Regions from separate parts of the Zea mays genome. Here regions 1 and 3 are each linked to region 2. A link is a contact called in public Hi-C data. All regions are on one chromosome and are shown on one strand. Each heading gives the region's core, a stretch centred on a gene start, on an enhancer-like site or on the middle of the called end of the contact. The rest is flanking DNA. Distances are from core to core; before and after follow the strand shown.

The links. A called contact is a pair of places that touch in the nucleus more often than the background predicts.
Region 1: a Hi-C map of ear shows a contact between it and region 2, with 2.0 times the contacts expected there. The contact joins the promoter of LOC100383250 here to the promoter of LOC100283612 in region 2. A contact is called at or near these places in 4 of 25 Hi-C or Micro-C datasets (ear, leaf, leaf mesophyll and 1 more).
Region 3: a contact with region 2 is called in a Hi-C map of tassel, with 2.3 times the contacts expected there. The contact joins the promoter of LOC100383984 here to the promoter of LOC100283612 in region 2. A contact is called at or near these places in 5 of 25 Hi-C or Micro-C datasets (ear, leaf, root tip and 1 more).

The regions. Positions count from the first base shown.
Region 1 is chr8:171,753,862-171,758,138 of Zm-B73-REFERENCE-NAM-5.0, forward strand. It overlaps LOC100383250 (Amino acid permease 6), which reads left to right and starts at 2,940. Exons shown (of 6, transcript NM_001175911.1): 1 at 2,940-3,112. The coding sequence starts at 3,058.
Region 2 is chr8:172,004,618-172,008,967 of Zm-B73-REFERENCE-NAM-5.0, forward strand. It overlaps LOC100283612, which reads left to right and starts at 1,940. Exons shown (of 2, transcript NM_001412563.1): 1 at 1,940-2,292. The coding sequence starts at 2,018.
Region 3 is chr8:171,820,446-171,824,793 of Zm-B73-REFERENCE-NAM-5.0, forward strand. It overlaps LOC100383984 (Amino acid permease 6), which reads left to right and starts at 2,792. Exons shown (of 5, transcript NM_001176597.1): 1 at 2,792-2,927; 2 at 3,031-3,453; 3 at 3,536-3,896; 4 at 3,998-4,222; 5 at 4,309-4,348. The coding sequence starts at 3,377.

The DNA.
Region 1 (4,277 bases), core at 1,690-4,189, 250 kb before region 2:
CTGCTGCACTGAGCAGAGCAGCTTCCACCACGGGCAAGCTATTGCGCACTTGGGCTGCTGGGCCATCCGGATGGCCATGGCCCATGGAACATGCGACCTGCAGTCAGAAGTCGTCGCTCGCCGCTCCTCGCGACCTCGCCCTTCTCCAAAGTCCAAACCGAGGGCGGCGGAGCGGATCCTTCGCTCGTTTCAGCGGTCCGCGAAAAGCATGTCGTCTGTGCCCCCATCGTGCTCCTGCATCGACGCCATGCCATCGTCCGTGCCACCCGTTGCTGCGTTGCATTGCACTTCACCCATACATGTGCGGTTGCGCCGTTCCAGATGCTGCCTCGCCGAACGATTCAGTTGCGTGAGCACCTTGCTCACGTTGTTATTTGACGACGCGTGCCATGATGTGGGCTAGAGCGTAGTAGCTGTGTTTCGTTCGATGCATCGTACAAGCTGTGGAAGCTGAGCGCGGGTGGGTCTACGGGTTTATGGGATGAAAACGGTCGGAAACGGTATTTATTCGGTAATCAGTTTTTCCTTTGATTGCGAATAAATAGGAAATAAAATATACAATACAAATTTGTATTCTTGTTTTTAACATCCAGCTTGTTAAGATTCATAAAAGATAAACCTCAAATTCATCCTACATTTTCTCAAATAATAGATATAAACTTCGGTATGGATTCGGAAACAAATTCGGTAATTTTTTCAATTTTTTGTGTTGTAGGGAGCAAATAATACATAAAACAACTTATATAATATTTTATTTATATTTCTACTAATGTGTTTGATAACATAAGAAAAGATCAACATCAAATTATATATATATCTATTTTAAAATATTAAATTTGATCTAATAGTTCGGATTACCACTTTCATCCCACCAAACAACACGGCCGGGCTGTCGTGTTCTCCTTCTCCCTCCTTCGGATACGTCGTGCACGGCCAAGCCGACGGTTTCGGAATACCAGCGAGGTGTCCGCTGCCGCACTCACATCTGCTCATGAAAGCAAATGAGCACCTTCATGCACGCAGGGTCGCAAGGCTAGTCACTGACAAAAATTTTTAGGTTGGATCAAAGTTTCAAATACTCTAAAAATACCTTAAATATATTATGGTATCTATAAAACCGTCGTATTTAAAACAAACTTTTCTACAATATAGTCAAACACCTCTTGAACAAAAAATCCTATGGTATTAATACCTTGATTTTACCTTAAAACTCCAAGATAATTTTGCTTCTAAACACAGCTTGGCCCGAAATAAGGGAATCAACATGCGACGCAGCATCAGCGCTTGCGCGTGAGGCCGAGCCAGGTCGTGACGCTAGACCATTCGGCTTGTGTATATGCGCGTGACATCATTTTGTCCGCCATTTGTTTGTAAATTGAATTTGTACAAGCACATCGTGAAATTCGGATGGCAGGTGGCACATCGTGAAATTCGGCTTGTGTAAATTTGTACAAGCACATCATGAAATTCGGCTTGTGTAAATTAAATTTGATGTGTATTGTTTAATTGACATGAAATATCTTCTTTTGATACCTGGCGCTAGTTTTTACCCTACGAACTCATTTTATACCACAACAACTTTTGTCACATCTCTTTATCTATTCCATACCATGTTAACATTTAATGCTTTCAAATCTCATTGATATTAGTTATAAAGAACATCTCCAACGAGTTGCCTTAAAATGGTCCCTGAAAACTAAAATACTACATTACTTAAAATGTTTGGGCCGCTAAAAATAAACAGAGCTCCAATAGTTAAGCATTAAATCATATACTTTAAGGAAAAATTACATTATTATAAAATAAAAGGTTTGTGATGATGTAGAAAATAAGAATAGGGCAATAATGATGGTGCAGTATATTTAGATCACTCTATGGATTGCCATATATATATATTTTACATTATAAAATAAAGTATTGTCGAAGCTGTTTTTATATCAGGTTGAGAATTAAACCCACACCCGTACTCGTAAGTACAAACTCACTCACAAACATGCACCCTATAAGTTATTACACGCGAGTAAAATGTGTCCGTTGTCATCTCTAATTACACTCGTTAGGAATTTATTAGGACTCGACACCATTTTAAGGAGATCGTCTTTGCCTTTCCTTAGGTTTTTTTACCAATAAAGGATCCACCATCGACAAGAAGCATTAATTGAGCAAGACCACCAGACCAGTAAAGGAGATCATTTGTGTAGGCAATTAATGTGCTTAGTGCTAACTAGACCTGAAACACTTTGAGTGGCGTCAAGAGATGGGTGATCTCACGTTGATGCACCAAACTCCAAACGGCTCCCGTGCCGTGACATCTGCAACTTCAACCGAAGAACGTATATTTCCCTTCTCGGAAGCTCGACGTATTTATGCCTTCACCACCAAAAAGGCGGCCAATAAATACGTACAACATGATAATTGGGTGGTTTGATAGTTGAACCTTGCTTTTGCTTGGGCCATGACCATTCACAAAGTCGGTCTCTAAGAATGTTTGTTTTCAGATTTTAAGAAGGGAAACGGTGAACACATATTTGGTGGCGTCACCAATGGCTAGCTATTTCACTAACTAGATTCACTCTCTTTCCCGCGTGGATAGAAAATATAGAGAAAACGAGAATATATAGTGACAAACAAATAGATAGAAGATTTTATGTATTCCAAAAAACTAACTGTATTGTGTGTGAGGTCAAATAATAGTAGTGAGATAAAATATTATTTTTATTCTTCTTTCAGTTCCACATCAACTAGCTATTTGAGACAGCCATTACGGAGACCCCTAGGTCTATTGAGCCCTAGAATACATATGGGATTTCGTGAGTCAGATTTGGCAATACCCCTGCATTAAAAGAATGGTTGTACAGTGACAGTGAAAGGCAGGTCAGGTGCACCGCTCGCCACCTCTATATATAGCTGCAACGCACCAGCCCATCCATCCCAACTATCCCGATCCCGTCGACCCTGCCACATACAGCCTCGTTTGAGCTCTAGACTCGAGAGAGGCGGATAGGGAGAGGCAGCACCGCAGGGAGCAGTGACAGAGAGGCCGAGCGAGAGAGAGAGATGGACGTGGAGAGGAAGGTGGTGGAGGCGGACGACGACGGCCGCGTCAGAACAGGTAACAGTCGTCTGTGGACTCCGTACTTGCTTCCTCTAGCTTCTAGTCTTCTAGTCCTGCACACACATCTCGTTGAGTTAATTTGTAGCCTCTGATTTCTGGTCTGTGGTCTCCGTTGATTCACCATTTATCTGCCGTTGTCATCAACACCGTACCACCACCATGCTTTCCTACTCGCAGTCCGCCGTGTCCTTGTCCCGACGAGGCGTAGATTTCTCCATGCCTCAGAATGTTCCTATGGTGTGGTGGGGGGTAGCAAGGCCGTCAGCTCGTTGAGTAATTCGCCGCAGTTGCTCTACACGTCCATGGCGACATGAAGATGGAGTTGCTCTACTCTGGATAGGGTCGACGTGAGCTGGTGCTGGTGCTGATCGTCTTTCTCCGTTTCCACAGCTGGGGAGACGTGGGGGATTTCAGTTGCCAGCATATAGGAAGCATGCGCTTCTCGTCTTTTTAGACATCAGGCCCTTCCCGTTTCTCTCTTGCATTTCCGCCATCTTTACACCGCACCTTCTAGCTTTTGGTGCTAACTACTAGCAAGGTGAAGATGACGGTTGATGGAGCCACAAACACTTACATGCATAGTTCAAAATTTAATGAATCGAGTTCCCATTTAATAATAGCTCGTGCGCTAAGCCTGACACACGCACATCCATCATATAATTTTTGAAAATAAATACATAAATAAATTTTAACATACTCTCTTGATGTTTTCTGCAATGCTGCAAGGCTTGCAAGTAAGAAATGCTATTCAATTCAGAGTGGTTCCTATGTCACCGATTTAATTAGGAAGGCAATATTTAGTGTGCCATTGGTAAGGTTTTTAGGACCTGTTTTTGCTTCTCATAAACTAAAAGCCAACCCAAAGGATGTAAACCAGAAGCTATTGTTTTTCAGGAGCAGTTAATTTTGGGCAGTTCAATCTTAAAAGCACCTCACACTCTGCTTTTGTATTTTTGGCCTTCTGTTTTCGAAATGGTGAAAATAAAGAACTCTTTTACGGTTGTTTCAAAAAAAAACAGATATGATGTATCTTTAATACTTATCTGAACATAAATAGCTTATACCTTTTTCATAGACCATAAGATATACCAATTTTTTCATACCACACACACAATTTATATCAAGATTCCCAGAAGCCACAGCTCACCCAAAGCTAGGCATT
Region 2 (4,350 bases), core at 690-3,189:
CATCATTCATGTGCTTCCAAATCTGCCAAGCTACCGAACTCACAATGGAATTAAAGCCTTTGTTCTTTGATTTAGGCACTCTAATCTCAACCTCTCCCCACCATTCTTGGAACACCACAACATCTTACCTGGGAGCCAGATGTTGGGTGTGTTTGGTTTGGCTTTTGGCTTTGGCTTTTGCCCCCTAAAAGCCAAAAGTCAAACCAAAGGGCTGAATCTGGAAAGCAGCTTTTTCTAAAAGCCGACTTTCTTGTAGTGTAAAACTGAAAGCACCTCTGGACCTGCTTTTGGCAGCTTTTAGGTGGAACTGTGAAAATATATATGAAAGAATTCTTAGCGACTTTTAGTGGTTTCCACCAAACGGTTTTTAGCTTTTTAGCAGTTTACAGCTCACAACAGCTTTTTTCACAGCTCACAGCCCACAACAGCTTTTTTCACAACCAAAGCCCAACCAAACAGACCCGTTGTAGCCCCACCCTGCTCAAGATTCTGAACCAAATGTCCATTGCAAAGACACAAGACACTAAGATGTGTTGAATTGTCTCATCATGCTAGTCACAGAGGGGGCATCTTTCTGGGTGGTCCATTCCTCGACGTGCTAGTCGATTACTTGTCCAACACCGATTTAGTGAGGCCAGCCATATGAAGAATTTACGTGGAGGTGCTAAAGTCTTCCATATTCTTTTAGCCGACTCAAAATTTGTTACACCGACTAGGAAGCGATCATATGCAGATTTTGCAGAATATATTCCCGAAAAAGTAGGTAGCCAGTGGTGTTGATCAGCAACAACCAACATAAGTTGTATTCCTTGGGTTAAATCCCAGACCAGGAAGAACTCAAAAAGAACATGTGGCGGCTATTAGATGCTTAAGTAGCTCATTAGATGCTTATATAATTTAGGTACCTAGATTATGATAATCCATAAGCAGGTCATTAGATGCTCATATAATCTATAAGCTGGATTATATAAACTTAGAAGAAAATAAACATAGTCTAAGGCTATCCCAACAGATCTCCTATCACATATTTACATCTCTATTTCAAATCTCACTATACAAACAATACTATTTGCTGGGGCCTTCGTCTTTCGAAGGTCCTCAAAAACACGATTAACAATATTTCCCAAGTGTAATGTTTGAACAGGAACCTTCGAACTCGGAATGAAGCTGTACACAATATGATAAGCATGATTGGGACGAAGGTCAAACCAGCTAAGAAGTTACACGCAAGGAAGCTTCGGCTCAGTAGCAGAAAAAAGAACCGACTTAAAGAGGAAAAAGCTATCTAGTTCTTGATAGATTGTCCTTAAGTCAATAGTAAAAATGAAGGGCATGAATGTAATTTTACACAAGCTGCGTCTTGTGCCTATAAATAGATGAACAGTACCCCGTACTATTTACGCTGACTTGTATTCACTCGTGCGTCACGCTTGGACTTTTGCCTTCTGTCAAACCGAAAGTACAACTGTAATTCAATATTGCTCTTGTTCATTCATGATGATGTAATAAAAATATACTGATAATGAGATATGATTATTCATCATGTCTCTCACATCTCATATGCTTCTTCTTTCATTAACATATACTGTGATGATGAATGCACTTTCTTCACGACCTTCGTCTGAAGGTCATTATATCCTAAGGAAGATAATGCTTCGAAGGACGAAGGACATGAACCTTTAACATTTTGTGTTGTCTTGTTCTTAACTCATAGCATTTGAGAACAAGTTCCCAATATTATTTATAATGCAGATCTTCTATTTTACATGGTTCACCGAAAACAACTTAGGCTTTATTTAGGTACTCTATTATTCACCTTAATCTATATTTATTGAGATGAATTTTAGGTGTAAATTTAACTAATTTACAGTCTAATCCACTTAATACAATGTACTAAAGTAACCAAACAAGACAATTCTAGAATAGCTGAACAAGAGTTAAGCAGGTTCAAAAACTGAACTAAACCCACCGAAAAACCCTCCGTTTCCCCGAGGGCTCAGTTCGCACGCTTCCCAACATGGCTCTCGGTGCCCTAGCCCGCCTCCTCCGCCTTGCGCCCACCCCTCGCCTCGCGCGCCCCTTCGCTGCAAAGGTCCGTGCGTCTCGGCCGCAGGAACCGGAGCTTCCGTCGGAGGACGACAACGACTTCGCCGGCGGCGAGCTCACCGCCCCCACCGAGGGCATCGGCAAGCCGCTCGCCGAGGTGCTCAAAGAGCTCGGGAAGAGGGTTCCGGACTCCCTTGTCAAGACCCGCGTCGAGAATAATGGCTTCGCTATCAAGTACATCCCATGGTAAGTCACCCGTTCGGTAGCGAATTAGCGATCACCCATGGAACAGTTCGGACACTTGTGTTCATTTAACTAGATTACGGGGTGTTTCGTTTCACTTATAACCTGCTTATGGATGAAAATAAGCGAGAATCTCACTAAATGCCTAGATTATCATAAAATCGACAGTTCATAGTTGAACTAGTAAGCGAGAATCAAATATGGTGAAAATAATTGCGTTTCCTAGAATCTAAGCGTGCTGGAGAGAAGCAAAACCAAACAGGACATACGTATTGCAGATTTATGTGGAAGTATGATCTTACATCTGAGTAAGATCCTGGTCCATGAGTGGGATTATAAGGTGTCTTGGTTAGTTGGTTTTAATAATCAGAATATTTTTAGGAGAGAGAGTCGATGGATAGGTTATTCAAAAAATGAGCACGTTATATATGTATTAAGCAGTTATCCAAAAGCTTTCATAGGCCTGGAGCAGTGATGAGAGCCGTGTCACAAAAACCGAATTACCGGGTCACAGATTCGAAGCGAACTATCTACATATAAACAGTGGCATCCCGGAGGGATGTCTTACCTACCCTCTAGTTATTTATAAATACTGGCATCCAGGAGGGACTGATCTCGGGTAGACGCTTAGGCATGGGCCCCTTCCACTACGGTCATTCATCCTGAAATAATAACTGTAATGATCTATGAACCCTTTGTAACAATAGTAGTGGTTTCCAGCTGGGATAACATACGTTATCCGTTAGTGCTAGCCAACTATTTCTGATATGCGTTAGTGCTATCCAACTATTTCTGATAATCGGTAAGACCTACCGGGAGAGGTTCAAATATCCTCTTTTAGATGCGTGGCCATGGAATTACAACCTCTATGATTGGCGCAAGGTTCGCCATTCTTGCCGATTGCTAGCTTAGGAGGAGCCATTAGAACCCATCCACAATCACTCCCCTGGGGATAACAGCTAATTTCATCGAGAGATCCATGAACACATTTTCTAGCAAGATCTGGTTAAAGACTTTAGTTACAAAGGACAAGAAGGCACAGATTGTGGTTGATCTTCTGACGAGAGGAAATCTGGATAAATGTTTGTCTTGGTTTATCCGTTCTCTAGACCCCACTCATGTGGAATTAGGTCTGTCCATTGGTTCATACCTTCAGCGCTGTTATGCGTTCCCAAAGATGGAATTGTTGATTTGTTAACCTCTGATTGATCAAGGAAGATTCACTCAATAAACAACAGATATTGATTTCCCATCAAATGAGTAAACAGTGCTGCGACCTCACCCGACCACTCTATAATGGATTTGCAAAATGATAGAAGTAGAACAAGAAAAGTAACTCCTTAACAGTTCAACCTCTCTGAACTTATGCCATAAAAAAAGAAGGCAAACAAATATCCTAATGACGACAAGAAGTTTACCTGGAGCTTATGTTGAGAATTTTGTTCACAATGTGCCTGCAAGAGGTAGTTCGGACGGAAGTTTCCGCACTCCTGTAGAATCTTAACTCGATCTATGGGCTTTCTAATTGAAGATGTTGCTCCTGCAGCACAATTTTATGGGAGTTGTCGCGAACTGAGCATTTGACAAACATAAAATAAACCGAATATATAATTAGATTTATTAAAGAGGGTTTGACAAATTTTGGCATTTTTAGCTATTGACAACATGCCCTCCTTTTCAATATGAGAGTCAGACCTTTATGGTTTACATTTCATAACTACTTTGTTTCTTACATCATGGACATTTTATTTAGAGGAAAGAATGCTGGATTCATCAATAAGCTATACACAGATTATTTGATCCCATTTTATTTTTATCTTTTAATATATATCCTTGTGATATCACTTCTCATACCCCTTGCAGGCACATTGTGAACAAAATTCTCAACATACATGCTCCAGGTGAACTTCTCGTCATCATTAGGATATTTGTTTGCCCTCTTTTTGATGACATAAGTTCAGAGAAATTGAACTGTCAGTGAGTTACTTTTCTTCTACTATCGTCTTGTAATCCATTACAGAGTGGTCGGGTGAGGTACGCAGCATTGTTTACTCATTTGAC
Region 3 (4,348 bases), core at 1,542-4,041, 180 kb before region 2:
TGTTTGGTAATGTAGATTATTCACAAAGACAACAATATCCTTATTATTTATTTGAGATGAGAAAAGAAGGATGGCATATATTATAATTTCTATTTATATTACCATGGATAGTGGATCTTTTGCCAAAATAATCTTAAATAAGCTAGTCTTGAGAAGATTATGAGATTATCATAATCTGGAGTTTAGATTATATAATCTGAATTCATAACCTATGTGTTTGTTTAACTATTAGATTATTTACGCTGGATTATATAATCTGGAGAGATTATAATCTAAAACAAACAATGCCTAAGATGTGACGCTGTGACTACGCTGGAGCTCCGAGTCTTTGTGATCTGAGGATATAGATCACGGGAGGATCGGCCACTCATCCGTTCCCATCAGTATTAGCTAGCTGTCGTGAACTTGTTTTTTTTTCCTTCGGCTAGAGACTTGCTTGTTGTTCTTGTGTCATGTTTCTACGGATGCGTCATTTTCTACTACGTACTACTGAATCTAATGCCCGTGCCTAATTATTAGGATAGCCAACACCTATCTATCTCAGAGATGTGACGACGATCTGACATTGTTTTCAGTCGCTCCTAGTCCTGGTGCTATTTTAAGAAGAAGAAGAAGAAGAAGAAGAAGAGAGAAACAAGTGGCCAGTGGACAGCGAAGGCTACATCCTCAGCCTCGCTCGCTTGCCGGGCGGCGGCGCGTCCATCTGCCGATCAATCATGTCGCCCCAGTAGCCGCGCTTGCTATTTACGGCCGGGTAGCTTCTGAACACCGAACACCGACTCGATCGGTTGTAGCTGACGACGCAACGGCCGGACGGGGAGAGATCAGAAAGAAGATTGCAATGTGGCCTGTTCCTCGCTCGTCAGCCATCACTGCTCTGTGCCCTCTTCAGCCTAATCAGGCAATCTGCCCCGCTAGCGTTTGGGCATCTGTCATGCATGCATGCATGCATGCTTCGTTTCGAGACCGTGGGCCTGTTGCCTGTTGGAGCAGCATCTGTGACTGTGCTGCTGGGGCCAGCGCCGAAAGGAAGTTGCGCTCCGCATGGACCTCCACGTCCACGGCTTTGCCTGCTGCCCCGGCAATCCGTCGCTCTTGCCAGGATCAGAGATGGCAACGGGGAATTCTCCGTCGGGTTTTGGCTCCCCATCCCCGTCCCCGCGACGAAAAAACTTCCCCGCGGGGATCCCCACGAACACTTGCAGGGGACATTTCTTCCCCATCCCCGTTACCCGCGGGGATAAATCCCCATCGGGGATCCCCGTCCTCGCATAAATTATAATTAGATCGTACTTCATTTGTTATTAATGTAAAACATTTTCACTTATACACATTGTTAGATGTAAAAATCATTATGTGTACATTAAAATGAACGTATTTGTACAACTAGTGATCTCTTGGCAAGATAATTATTTATTTTTTATCATTAACTATTATATGAAAACATCGTCACATGTAAGTTTAACGGGTCCCCGCGGGGAACGGGGATGGGGAATGCTTCCCCATCCCCATCCCCGTTTACCCGTCGGGGGAGAAAATTTCCCCGTTTACATCCCCGTGGGGGAAGAAATTTCCCCATCCCTGTCCCCTAATAGAGGAATTCCCCGCGTGGAATCGGGGATCGGGTCCCCATTGCCATCTCTAGCCAGGATACGTCTCTCTCTCGCTCTTGCCCCGGCAATACGTCGCTCTTGCCCCGGCAATCTGTCAGCTTCGATTCGATCGATTCGAGCATTTTCGATACTTCTCTCACTTACTTTCCATTCGATTCAGCCACATATATAGCCTGTTTATTAATTATTGGAGTTTTTTTTGGTAAGGACGTGTTTGGTTTGATGTCTAACTTGCCACACTTTGCCTAACTTTTTTGACTAATGTTAGTTTTTTAATTCGAATGACTAAATTTAGCCAAAGTGTAGCACATTTAGCCACGAACCAAACAACCCCTAAGGCTTTGTTCGTTTCCGTCAGATTGCACCCGGAATCGTTCCAGCTAATCAAAGTTTATATAAATTAGAGAAGCAATCCGGTCAGGAATCGTTCCGACCCACCAATCCGACAGAAACGAACAAGGCGTGTTTCGGCTTCCGTCCTCAGCTCTCTATCGAACTTTAGAACACACCCACGCGCCAAAGCACACATGTACACAGATCAGACGAGACTCCTCACTCCTCATCAGTGCACGACTCTGCACGCTGCCTTGGACTAGTTTTTTAGTAACGAAAGTAACTCCACTAGTGTAGTGTTGACATCGTATGTGACTTGTGCGTATGTATATATGGGATCGACCTCTGCTTGCTCGGCAAGCGTGCTACGACGATGGTTTGCGACGCGCGCGTAGTACGTGCACAGGTTGGTGCGATTGAATACTATTTTAGGACGAGGTGATTACTATTTTAGGACATGGAGGACTTCATAAAGTTATCGTATTATAAATAGGTAAATAGTTTTTAGTGGAGCTTCTCGTATATTTGGCCATGTTAAAATCCACTCAACTACCATACCTGGCTAGCTGTTAGTGTCAGCATCAGAGAACTGATGCAGCGTAAGCGGTCCGTTAAAGGATTGACGGTCCTGCTCGGCTCCCCCGGGTGCATGTGTATTGGTCGATGGTTCGGCTGGCGCTGGCGCCTACGCCAACACAGCCTGGCAAAAAAACAACAGTTCGGCAGAACCAGAAACGCGCAACGTCCTAACATAACATTTTGGGTGCGCGCGATATTTTGCTTCGAGAGTTGGAGCCCTATATAAAGCGGATGAGCCAAACCCCGTCGCCGCTTGCACCGGATCCCTCCTCTCTTTCCCCGGCACCTGTCACGGGAGGAGGATGGACAAGAGCGGCGGCGAGGCGGCGGCGGCGGCAGCAGCAGCAGACGACGTCGAGCGGCGGGGGGGCGACTACGAGCAAGACGAGCACGAGCGGAGAGGTCTGTTCCCGCCCTGTCCCGGTGCATCCATGTACTCTTGTCCCCACGTTTCGCCGGTCCGTTGAACCCCTCTCCGGTCCCTTGCTCGTCGTCCCACTCCCAGGGACGGTGTGGACGGCGACGGCGCACATTGTGACGGCGGTGATCGGCTCCGGCGTGCTGGCGCTGGCCTGGAGCGTGGCGCAGCTGGGCTGGGTCGCGGGGCCCCTCGCGCTCGCCGGCTTCGCGTGCGTCACCTACTACACCTCCACGCTGCTCGCCGGCGCCTACCGCGCGCCGCACCCCGTCACCGGCCACAGGAACCGCACCTACATGGACGCCGTCAGATCGTACCTCAGTACGCCTACGCCTACGCGACGCACGGCTCCACGTCCGTCCGTCTCGTCTTAGCTAACTGACCGCGGTGCCCTGAACATGCGTACGTCGTCGCAGGTCCCAGGGAGGTGTTCATGTGCGGGGTCGCGCAGTACGTGAACCTGTGGGGCACCATGGTCGGGTACACCATCACGGCGACCATAAGCATGGCGTGAGTAACCAGATCCTATTTTCCTCCCAAGCCAGGACGCTCTAGCTCGTTCTCTGACATGTCCATGCGCCGCGCGCGCCAGCGCGATCAGGCAGGCCGACTGCCTCCGCCGGGACGGCGCCGGCGCCGGCGCGCGCTGCGACGCGCCAGGGACCGTGCTGATGCTGGCGTTCAGCGTGGTCCAGGTGGTGCTGTCCCAGTTCCCGGGCCTGGAGCACATCACCTGGCTGTCCGTCGTCGCGGCGGCCATGTCGTTCGCCTACTCCTTCGCCGGCCTCGGCCTCTCCGTAGGGCACTGGGTGTCTCGTGGCGGCGGCGGCCTCGGGGGCAGGGTTGCAGGTGCCGCCGCGGCATCCTCCACCAGGAAGCTCTGGAACGTGCTTCTCGCCCTGGGGAACATTGCCTTCGCCTACACTTTCGCTGAAGTATTGATCGAGATCCAGGTAAGTACGTACATAGCGCGAGCGTGCAACCAACCACTCTTGTTTGGCCAGCTGGTAACAACGTTCTTTGTCAGTAATGACCTGACCTGTTCTGGTTCTAGGATACACTCAAGTCACCACCACCGGAGAACAGGACGATGAAGAAGGCAGCAATGTACGGGATCGGAGCCACCACCATCTTCTACATCTCCGTCGGCTGCGCTGGGTACGCCGCGTTCGGTTCGAATGCTCCGGGCAACATCTTGGCGGCAGGCGGGCTGGGTCCCTTGTGGCTCGTCGACATTGCCAACATGTGCCTCATCCTCCACCTGATCGGTGCATACCAGGTGAGCAGCACGTCTCAGATCAGCTGGTGAGCTCAGATCAGCTCCGTAGCTTAAGCTAAAGCTAATAATTAATACCTGAACGGCAGCAGGTATACGCTCAGCCTGTCTTCGCTTCGGTTGAGAGGT